2 separate regions of the Mus musculus genome follow, and region 1 is linked to region 2. A link is a contact called in public Micro-C data. All regions are on one chromosome and are shown on one strand. Each heading gives the region's core, a stretch centred on a gene start, on an enhancer-like site or on the middle of the called end of the contact. The rest is flanking DNA. Distances are from core to core; before and after follow the strand shown. Region 1 holds the start of Ube2l6 (ubiquitin-conjugating enzyme E2L 6). Region 2 has its middle 12 kb from the start of Gm13710.

What was found. A called contact is a pair of places that touch in the nucleus more often than the background predicts.
Region 1: a contact with region 2 is called in a Micro-C map of embryonic stem cells, with 2.9 times the contacts expected there. The contact joins the promoter of Ube2l6 here to the enhancer-like site in region 2. A contact is called at or near these places in 3 of 39 promoter capture datasets (cranial neural crest, frontonasal cranial neural crest and second pharyngeal arch cranial neural crest), 3 of 484 Hi-C or Micro-C datasets (cerebellum, embryonic stem cells and erythroblasts), 4 of 115 datasets of contacts at active chromatin or transcription factors (embryonic stem cells and microglia) and 1 of 9 other capture datasets (macrophages).

The regions. Positions count from the first base shown.
Region 1 is chr2:84,796,010-84,801,209 of GRCm38.p6, forward strand. Ube2l6 (ubiquitin-conjugating enzyme E2L 6) reads left to right here and starts at 2,819. Exons shown (of 4, transcript NM_019949.2): 1 at 2,819-2,923. The coding sequence starts at 2,897.
Region 2 is chr2:84,516,531-84,521,647 of GRCm38.p6, forward strand. No RefSeq gene overlaps it. Among named protein-coding and RNA genes, the nearest start is that of Gm13710, 12 kb to the left of the region's middle. RefSeq lists an enhancer at 1,435-4,273. Within about 2 kb of position 3,246, at least 108 of the 459 cell types and tissues checked have an H3K27ac peak or open chromatin away from gene starts, as enhancers often do. A contact at or near this core is called in embryonic stem cells, where this site is marked.

The sequences.
Region 1 (5,200 bases), core at 1,569-4,068, 280 kb after region 2:
GGCAGATCTCTGAGTTCTAGGTCAGCCTGGTTCACCAACAAGTTCCAGGCCAGTCAGGACTACATACTCAAAGAACTACACACCTCAACGCTAAAGGTAGACTGGCTTTTGTTGCTCCGGAATCATTCTCATTTTGAGAAGGTGGTGGTGGTTTGAAAAACAGTCACATATTCAAGGCAACTCTGGGGACAATGAATAGATACAAACTAGTGGTTCTGATCCAGGGATGTGTTTACCTATCAGGACGCCTTTGCCAATATCTAGAAACGTTTTCTATTGTCACAGATGGGGTGAGTGCTGCCACAACCCAGCGGGTAAAGTCCACGCTGATGAAACATCCTAGCTACAGAGAATGATCAGGTCCCAAATGTCAACAGAGAGAAAGTTGAGAAAGGCCTGTGTACACGCAGGTAGAAAGTTCCCCTAAGCCAGGGGCTTGGGAGTGGGGTCCTTCACTGCTGTGCATCATCTGTACTCTGTCCCCCAAGTATATAAGCACCCCACACTCCCTTTCATCACTAAACCCATCTTCCATATGTAATCACACTAACAAATGGCTTCTCATGCCTTCTACCTACAGCCATGACCATTCATTGCCTATTCTATCTTACCACAAGCATAACCCATGCCATAGCTTGGGCAAGAACAAAGGCTTAGGTATAACACAGATCTTGAATGGACATTTTTCTGGGCTGAAGATGCAGCTCAGTTGGTAGAGTGTTTGTCTAGCGTGCACAAAACCCTGGGTTCAATCCTCAGCACTGCACAACACTTGATAAAGCAGTGCACATCCATGATCCCATGTCTTAGGGTATGAGACGGAGGCATAAGAATCCTGAAATTAAAGGTTCAGCTGGTGAGATGGCTCAGTGGGGAGGTGCACTTGTTGATCTTCCAGAGGACCAGAGGACTTGGGTTCAATTCCCAGCACCCACATGGTGACTGATGACTGTCTCTAGCCCCAGTTCCAGAAGATCTAATGCTCTCATTTGCTTCTGCTAGGCATGCAGGTAGTTAACAGATATATATGCAGGCAGGAATCCATACACATAAAATTAAATTAAATGATTTTTAAAAAATTAAAGGCCATTGTTAGCTGCATATCAAGTTTAAGACCAATCTGAACAACACAAAATGGTATTTAAAAAAAAAATACTGGGGCTGGAGAGATGGCTCAATTGTTAAGAGCACTGACTGCTCTTCCAGAGGTCCTAAGTTCAATTCCCAGCAACCACATGGTGGCTCACAACCATCTGTAATGAGATCTGGTGCCCTCTTCTGGTGTGTCTGAAGATAGCTACAATTTATTCATATATAGAAAATAAATAAATAAATAAATAAATAAGTAAAAAATACTGAAGGGAAATTTTCTCTCTGTGTTTCAACTGCTTGAGAGCCCCTCAGAGGACAAACACCACAATTTCTCCATCTGATGTGTTCCATCGATAGTACCTGGCACTTGGTGTTAACTAAGACTACTAACCAGAAATGGGTTCAAATGCCCTTATCTCCAAACTATATTTAGGGATTGCTGATGGTGTCCTGCTTATTGCTGGCATTTAGAAGGTATCTGGTTAAAGTTATTGAACTGAAAAAAGAACCCAGAATCTTTTTTTCTTTTTCAAGATTTACTTTATTTACTATATGTAAGTACACTGTAGCTGTCTTCAGACACACCAGAAGAGGGCGTCAGATCTCATTTCAGATGGTTGTGAGCCACCATGTGGTTACTGGGATTTGAATTCAGTACCTCTGTAATAGCAGTCAATGCTCTTAACTGCTGAGCCATCTCTCCAGCCCCAGAATCATTTTTCAAGCACATCCTATATGTAAGCAGAGCAGATATTTGGTTCCTGGACAGGAAAATAAAAATCATGTGACCTACTGGGTCAAAATCTTGGGCTTCAAAATATGCTAATTTCTGGGCTGGAATGGGTGAGGCAGGTAGGTGGATTCCCTTCTAACTCTAGAACTTCTTCCAGAGGCTGGGGGCTGCTATTACACCTTGGCCTCGACTTGAGCTGGGATGAGGGGGGTCTTTACTCTTGCGCAGAGGGCTAGAGACTTCTTGGCTGTTCATTTGGACACACAGTAGTTCCATAGTTTGTAATCAGTTGGTGATAAAATATAATAGGCTCCTGAAATCTATCTCGAGGCTTCAGCCACCCATCGTTTTCCCAAATTGCCACACAGCAGACACTTTCTATGTGTTCAGTAGAGTAAAACACAGAACGCCCAAAATAAAAGCGAATGAGTCCAACAGCGTCCTCTAGTGGTGCTCGGGCACCAAGCAACCTAAAAGAAGCATCGCTGCGTTTCTGCCCATCTGCTGGACTGTACCACTCAGGGAGCGGTCCTCGGAGGACATAAAGTCTATACTGACCCCCCCCCCCCCACTCTCTTTTAGAACGGAGCACTGAACCCACAAAGGCAAAGTGACTTGGCCCAGGATTCTGAGACTTTCTTTAGAGGTGGTAGGTTCACAATTCCATTGCGGAGGTCGCAGAGAGCCCTGCCCCGGAGCTACTTTGCATCAAGAGTATCTCATCTGTGCTTTGGGCGAGTTTGCTCTCAGCGTCCGGGGAGCTGACAGAGGCTGGAGATGAATCCCATCCTGGCTTCTACGAGATGTACCCCGCAAGATGCAGGAACCAAGAGGAGCAGTGCGCTCCACCGACGTAGTCTCTGATCTGCAAGGAGCATGAGTTGCTGAGATACGAGATCGCCAAGCTGGGCACTCGACTGCAGCCTCCAGATATCCACCAAAGGGGTGGGGAGCAGGTCTTTGCAGCTAGAGTCGGTGTGGGTGGAGTGGAGCGTGGGCGGGGCTCGGGAGCTGCAGTTCAGAGAGCGGTGTCCTGCTGGAATCTGCTGGTGCCCCACGCTCCAACCCGAGATGATGGCCAGCAAGCGAGTGGCGAAAGTAAGCCTATGTAGGATGACCCTTTCCTTGTGCCCCTTCCCGCCCTGCCCTAACCTTTCCGCCCTGCCCTAACCCTCCCCTGCCCCCTTGCTCTCTGAGCTTTTTTTGTTATTTGGGTACCAGGGCTGGCTGAAACTCAGGTATCCTCACCTTTTCCCAATGGAGAAATGGGAGGAGAAAGGCGCGGTGTGTGTGTGTGTGTGTGTGTGTGTGTGTGTGTGCGCGCGCGCGCGCGCGAGAAGGAGGGAGAAAGAGAGGAGGAAGGGAGGGGGCCTGATTGAGAAGGTCTGGAAAAAAAAGTTGTCATCAGCTTCAAAAAAAGTTGTCATCAGCTGTACTGGCCACGAGAATGAACTGGTCTTTCCAAATGGTTTCCAATGTATTGGGCTTTCCAAACTGGTTTCATTTTCAATTTCTGCTGGAAATTTATTAGTGGAACTTATCTAAGGCACAGGAAGGGCTCTGTTGCTCCGCCTAGTGGATACACCCATAATTTGATACCTACATTACCCGAGGCCACAGAAGAGTGATGTTGGGCGGTGGGGTGGTGAATGGACAGACCGTGAAATAAAACGTACAGACTAGTTCCTGGATGAGAAGTAACAATTTATGCTCTGAGTAGGTTATTTGTATGCAGTCCTGCTCCAGCTACTAAACGCCTACTTTGTACTAGCCCAGTGCCAGGCAGCAGGAGCAGAAAAGGAACAGAAATCTTGTTCCGTTTGAACGTTCATTTCTATGAGACACTATTTGGTACTATCTGAAAGAATGAAAAAAGGGCAGTTTCCTTAGGAATGTCTAGACCGCTGAATGGAGCCAGGATTAGAGATCGTGGAGGAGAAATGCTCGTGAGCCAGGGCTGGTACCGCTAGGCTTTGAGTCTCCCCGAAGTGCTCCTCTAGTCTGCAGAATTGAGGGGAAGGCTTCCTCAGGAGACAGAAGGGATGGTTGCTGGCCTCATGTTTCTCTCTCTCTCTCTCTCTCTCTCTCTCTCTCTCTCTCTCTCTCTCTCTCTCTCCCTTTCTTTCTTTCTTTCTTTCTTTCTTTCTTTCTTTCTTTCTTTCTTTCTTTCTTTCTTTCTTTCTTTCCTTCTTTCTTTCCGAGACAGGGTTTCCCTGGCTGTCCTGGAACTCACTTTGTAGACCAGGCTGGCCTCGAACTCAGAAATCCGCCTGCCTCTGCCTCCCCAGTGCTGGGATTAAAGGCGTGTGCCACCCAGCTGGCCTCATCTTTCAAAAAGAAAATTCTTTTGAGATGGAGAAGTCCAGAGCAGACCCAAAACAGAACTAAACTTTGTTGGTTTTAGGCTGGTACTAAATGGGGCAAAGGGTAATTTGCTACCTCAACGCTAAAAGGTAGACTGGCTTTTGTTGCTCCGGAATTGTCAGCACCAGGCAGTTTGTTTTATTTAACTCTTAGAACAACTGTGAGATAACTGTGTCTTCCCATTTCATGGAAGAGGAAACTGAGACATCAGGGAGAGTAACGTGGCTGGCCAGTGATATTCTGCAGAAGTAATGGGGCTGGAATTTGAGCCCAGACTGATAAGAGTCTAACTCACAGGGCTTTTCCTGCCTGTTTGCCTTCACTTTCATTTCTCCTAAGTCAGGTGACTTACTAGCTGGCTTTGGGAGGAGCTGTGTGCACTGGTGTGGGTTTCAGCAATCATGGAAAGTTCGTCAGAATTCATCAAAACACAGAAAATTCAAGTGTTAAGAGAGAAAATTTCCCTTCGGTACTTTTTTTTAATACCATTTTGTGTTGTTCAGATTGGTCTTAAACTTGATATGCAGCTAACAATGGCCTTTAATTTTTAAAAAATCATTTAATTTAATTTTATGTGTATGGATGTCCTGCCTGCATATATATCTGTTAACTACCTGCATGCCTAGCAGAAGCAAATGAGAGCATTAGATCTTCTGGAACTGGGGCTAGAGACAGTCATCAGTCACCATGTGGGTGCTGGGAATTGAACCCAAGTCCTCTGGAAGATCAACAAGTGCACCTCCCCACTGAGCCATCTCACCAGCTTAATTTCAGGATTCTTATGCCTCCATCTCATTCCCTAAGACATGGGATCATGGATGTGCACTGCTTTATCAAGTGTTGTACAGTGCTGAGGATTGAACCCAGGGTTTTGTGCACGCTAGACAAACACTCTACCAACTGAGCTGCATCTTCAGCCCAGAAAAATGTCCATTCAAGATCTATGTTATACCTAAGCCTTTGTTCTTGCCCAAGCTATGGCATGGGTTATGCTTGTGGTAAGATAGAATA
Region 2 (5,117 bases), core at 1,996-4,495:
TCAGTCCATTATTTTTAAATAATGGACTTCACTCAAGATATCAGGACATAAGCAGAATAAATCCAGACACTTAGCCAAAATATTACATAAGTAGTTCCTGGTAGAGTCCCATGTTTCCCTGTGAAATCTCATATGCTGCATGGCCCCCACTGCCTGAATTTCTCTCAGCATGGTTTTGACTTCCAAATTCCCACCAGAATGGCTTATTTTAAGCTTTTCTTCCAGCACTCAGGAGTTTTCCTAACTCAAAGTCCCAAACCCTTCCACATTCCAGTCACAAAACAGCTCTAATGGTTTAAAAGCCACAAGGTCATGTCTTTCATAGCACATCATAGTTTCTATTTTAGTTACCTAACAGAGCATCATGAGCAAGGCAACTAACTTATAGAAGAATTAGTTTATTGTGGCTTACAGTTTCAGAAGGTGAGTCCACGACCATCGTGGTGGGAAGCATGGCAGCACTGGAGATGGAGCTGGCAAGTACTGGAGCAGTAGCTGAGAGCTTATGTCCCTGTTCATAAGGAGAGGCAGGGAGGGGGGGAGGAAGGGAGGAAAGGAGAGAGAGAGAAAGACAGGGAGAGAATAGGGGGAGAGAGAGAGAGAGAGCTAACTGGTAATACATGGACTTTTGAAACCTCAAAGCCTATCCTCACGGACATACCTCCTACTGGGGACCAAGTGTTCAAATATATAAACCTATGGGGACCATTCACACTCAAAATACTACAGTTTCACTTCATGCTGCTATGATAAAAACACTCTAACAAAGGCAATTTAGGGGAGAAAAGATTTGTTTTAACTCAATATTCCAGGTTAGAGTTCATCATTGAGGGGAAAACAGGTAGTCATATCACATTCATAATCAGGAATAGCGTTATTCACAGCAGATAAATCCTCAACTAGTCAAGATAATCCCCCATACGCTTGCCCTTATAGGCAAGCTCATCTGAATAGTCTCTCATTGACATCCATTCAGGTTATTCAATACTGTGCCAATCTGAAAATCAAAATTTACCATCACATAGCCTGTATAAATTTTCCAGATTAGACTACTGTAATTTGAATTATCTTAAGAAAAAATAATGATCAAGAAAAGGATTATTTACAGAAAGAAGCTCTGCTCATGGAAGAAAAGAGCTGATGATATCAATTTGAAGAAATTTAAAGCTCAACCTAGTTCAAAGGTCGGGAAACTGCAGCTAATAGGTGCAGAACAGGCTCCCCCGTTTTTGTGAAGATATATATGAACACAGAAAGTGTTCCTTTTCTGTGTAATAAGCAGCAGACAGAGCCCTCAAAGCCTACAAAGCCAGCAATCATATTGTCTGTCCCTTTATAGAAGAAATCTGACCATCTTGCGTTTGATTCCTTTGTATCTCTCATAGGAGTTGAACAATGTATTTTAGTATGCTGACTCCAAAATTCCAAATTTGAAAGGTTGGGGAGATGTCAATTATAATTTTGTTTTATGAGGCCTGAAAGTTTAAGTCAGCAAATGTCACATCACTAAGAAGGCCTTTGTTATTCACCAAATATCAGAATTGCTTTCAAAGAATTTACCACCATTAGATACTCTTATATAGTTATAGCCGCTCTGTTCCTTTAACACAAGTGCACATGAATTTCATCAGTTCTGTTTATCACTGTTTTTAGCCTTCCCTTGAATAAAGTGAATGTTCAATAACACTTAATGAAATGATGGATGATGGATAGATGGATGGATGGATCCATAGATCCATAGATGGAGGGGAAACTGGAAGACTAATATGGCCAAAATACATTGATTACCCTTAAAATTACCAAAGAATAAATTAAAAATATTGTATAAGTCAAAGTTCCCATGTCCAAAGGAAACCCAATATTGACAAGATCAGGGAATGCCACAAGGAGTGGGGCATTGCTTGTTTCCACTCATCATGAGTTATTAGCAGATTTTAAGTGAATTAGTAATTTCTTGATTCTTCTCCCAAACACTAGACCTCACCGTCCTCTTAAAGGCAAAGCCTGTCAATGGCCAGGCAGAGGGATAGATGGGAGGATGAGAGATTTTTAAAAGATTACATCATGTTTTGCTTATGAATACCAAAATAAGAAGAAAGCTAGAAAAGAATGTGAAACCTTTCTCCTTAGGAGAAAAAAGAGCATGAATGTCTCATGAAATTTTTTATTATGCTTTGTTATAAATCAAAACTACCTCCACAGGATACAGAGATCTTTTCTGTCTCCCCAAGAAACAGTCAGTAAAGTTGTCATTACTCATTATTCCTTTCTTACAATGGATTTGTTTTGGGGGATGTGATACAAGTTTCTGCTTCAAGGTGGGTGTAGGGTCAAGAGCAGAGATTACTCACAGTGCCCGGCTCTGCTGAGTTACAAGAATAGCCTATTGTATTCCGCAGCCCCGGAGTCCTTATCTCTGCTTAAAGAGAACAGAAAATGTGCAACCTTGAAATACAGAGGCCCATTCACTTTTGTAGGTGAAACCAAAAGAGCCTTGTACTGTTTTAGAAATAAATGAAGTCCCAGTTGGCTAGCGGATACCAAGGGAAGACAACAGCCTATTGAAAGGTAAATTCATCCTTTGTACAAATAACCAAACTTGAATACCAAAACTAGTTCGGAACTCACACACCCATTTAAGATGACTCTAAGCTTGGTGTAGTATGTCTCATTCCTTCAGCTGAAAGGTCTAATTGTCTTTGAGACAGCCTATATCTATGATCCTAGAGCCCCGTGTTTTACGTTGTTTCCACTACAGTTCCCTCTCCAGACAGATCCACTCTTCCTGATTAGTGTAGCCTTCAATAAGAAAAGACAATCAATTCTCCGATTCATCACCTAGAATGAATCTCCTCTCTGGAGATTCTGGCTTTAATCATCTCCAGACCCTGCTCTTCCCCACGGCCCCGGCAGTCACAGCACTCCTTTGCTGCCGCATCTTTCCCTGTGGGTAACTTTGTGCTGGTTTGAACCTCTGGGAAAGTCAAATCTACAGGCATGCCTTTCCCCTTTAGAGACTGCCCCCAAAATAAATACAGAGATCTACTTTCCCTCTCAGCCTGCATTCCACAGGCTTTGCTTCTGTTTACACTCGGGAAACTGTTTCCGGGATTTGTCTGGAATAGGCCAGTGTTTGCTCCACGGTTTCAGTAGTCACCTTGTCTCCCTCACGTCAGATAGGCAGGTCAGTCTGGACTCTTAGGTTCTTGAGAGAGTGGAGTGGAAACTTGGCAGAGTACGTACCTGACCGTTGAAAAGAATTGAGACACACCAAACAAGGATGAAAGGGGAAAAGCTTAACGTATTCCACTGTGCCAGGTTAACCTTTGTTCATGGTTTGGCATGTGCCTTGTATGCCTTTCCTACTACGTATGAGGAGAGAAGGAAATGGGAGTGGTTCCAAGGCCAGCCAGGGCGACAATAAAGATAAACACCCGCACACGGCTCACAATTGGACTGTATAATGTGGCAGTGAATGGGGTCACTAGGGAAGAAGCGTGTGATGTCACAGCACAGGTGGGGATGCCAGGCCTTCAGAACGCGTTCATGGCTATGTCCATGGTGTACCCTCTGTCTTCTCTAAGTGCGCTGCCGATCTTTCTATGCCAGGCCTCCACCCCAGATCCCAAAGGCATTTCTTCACACAAACAAATCTCCCTCCTGGCAAGCCTTTGTTTTTACACAATAATTCCTCATGAGGTAGAAAACTAAAGAGGGGCTGGTCTCCTCCCTTTTCTTCTTGGGGTCGTCAGTTCTTTTTTGCTTTATTTTGTTTAATGTTTGTGAGTGTTTGCCTTTCATGCGTACATGCTCACTGTGACTGTGCCTGGTGCCTGCAGAGACCAGTAGAGGGTCCCCTGGAACTGTCTATATAGACAGTCCTGAACTACCATGTGGATGTTGGGAACCAAACTTGGGACCTCTTGCAAGAGCAGCAAGGGCTCTTACTTGCTGAGTTCTCTCTTCAGCTCCAAGTCACTTGTTCCTATTGGCCCTGCCAACTCCTTCACCTCTTGCCCTAAGAAACCCAAGAAAACCTAGGTGTAAAAGCAACTTAACTTTTATTCCCCTGTTATAGCTGTTGTCTGGGAGGCTTACTGCCTCCATCTGCTAATCTAGGCCTAGAATGGTTTCAGCCTCTGAGACTTGCTGCAGAGTAAGGTTCCCCTTTCTGGTTCTTTCTGAACTCTGGCTGGCTGGTTCAACTCAGCTGTTCTGGCTCAAACTCCCCTCCCAGCTGACTGATTTAAACTGGCTTCTCTCTTGGCCTTTGAATTGCCTCAAACTAACTTTTCTCATCATCTGTCTCCTTCTCATTCTCTGGTTCATTCTGTCTTTACCTGTGCCTAGCTTGTTCTCTGTAAAACTCTACCCTGCAAATCCGCCTCCTCCTCCCTCTCTGTACTGCGCCACTCCTCTCTCAACGCTACTGCTCTCCACCAACTCTACTGTATTCCTTCACTGTACTCTCTTCTTCCTCTACTGTCTCTCCCTTAAGTAGCTTCCTGTCTCGTGAAAGTCGGACCTACCTCCGCATTCTGTCAGATCTTTCTCTGATTCACTTTCAAACATGGGTGCTTCCTTCTACAAACTAGCTTGACTTTCATTGTTTGGGATCAAAGGTAAGTGCTAAGGGCTGAGCCACACCCTAACTAGAAACAGGTTCAAGTATCCTGTAACAGCCAGGGATCGGAGGAAGAAGAGTGTGAGAGGTTGATATTCTGAGCACTAGGCCAGAATTGGGTGGAAACAGGGAAGTGGAATCCAGCCAGAGAGCATACCTGGGCAGCCACAACAAAAGGGTGACATTAAAGACAGAACAGACAATTCTTGGGCTAAGGCTTAGGGAACACAGTGGATGAGGAGAAAAATCAGTTCCAAATGACTTAGGAACCCAGATGCCTCACCCTAGGTTTCCCACAAAAAGCAACAGCTGGGATAAGGCACGATGCTGCATATTAGATGGACAAATTGGTACAAATTGGGCTCCTTGTGTGTCATCAGGGAGAAGAAAGGATTGTGGGTCAAATTGCAATGCCCAAATCAAAAATGCTTATCAAGTGGATAACAGGAAAGAAAGAGGAAGAGACAAATCTAGACAACAATGTAGGTGGGAA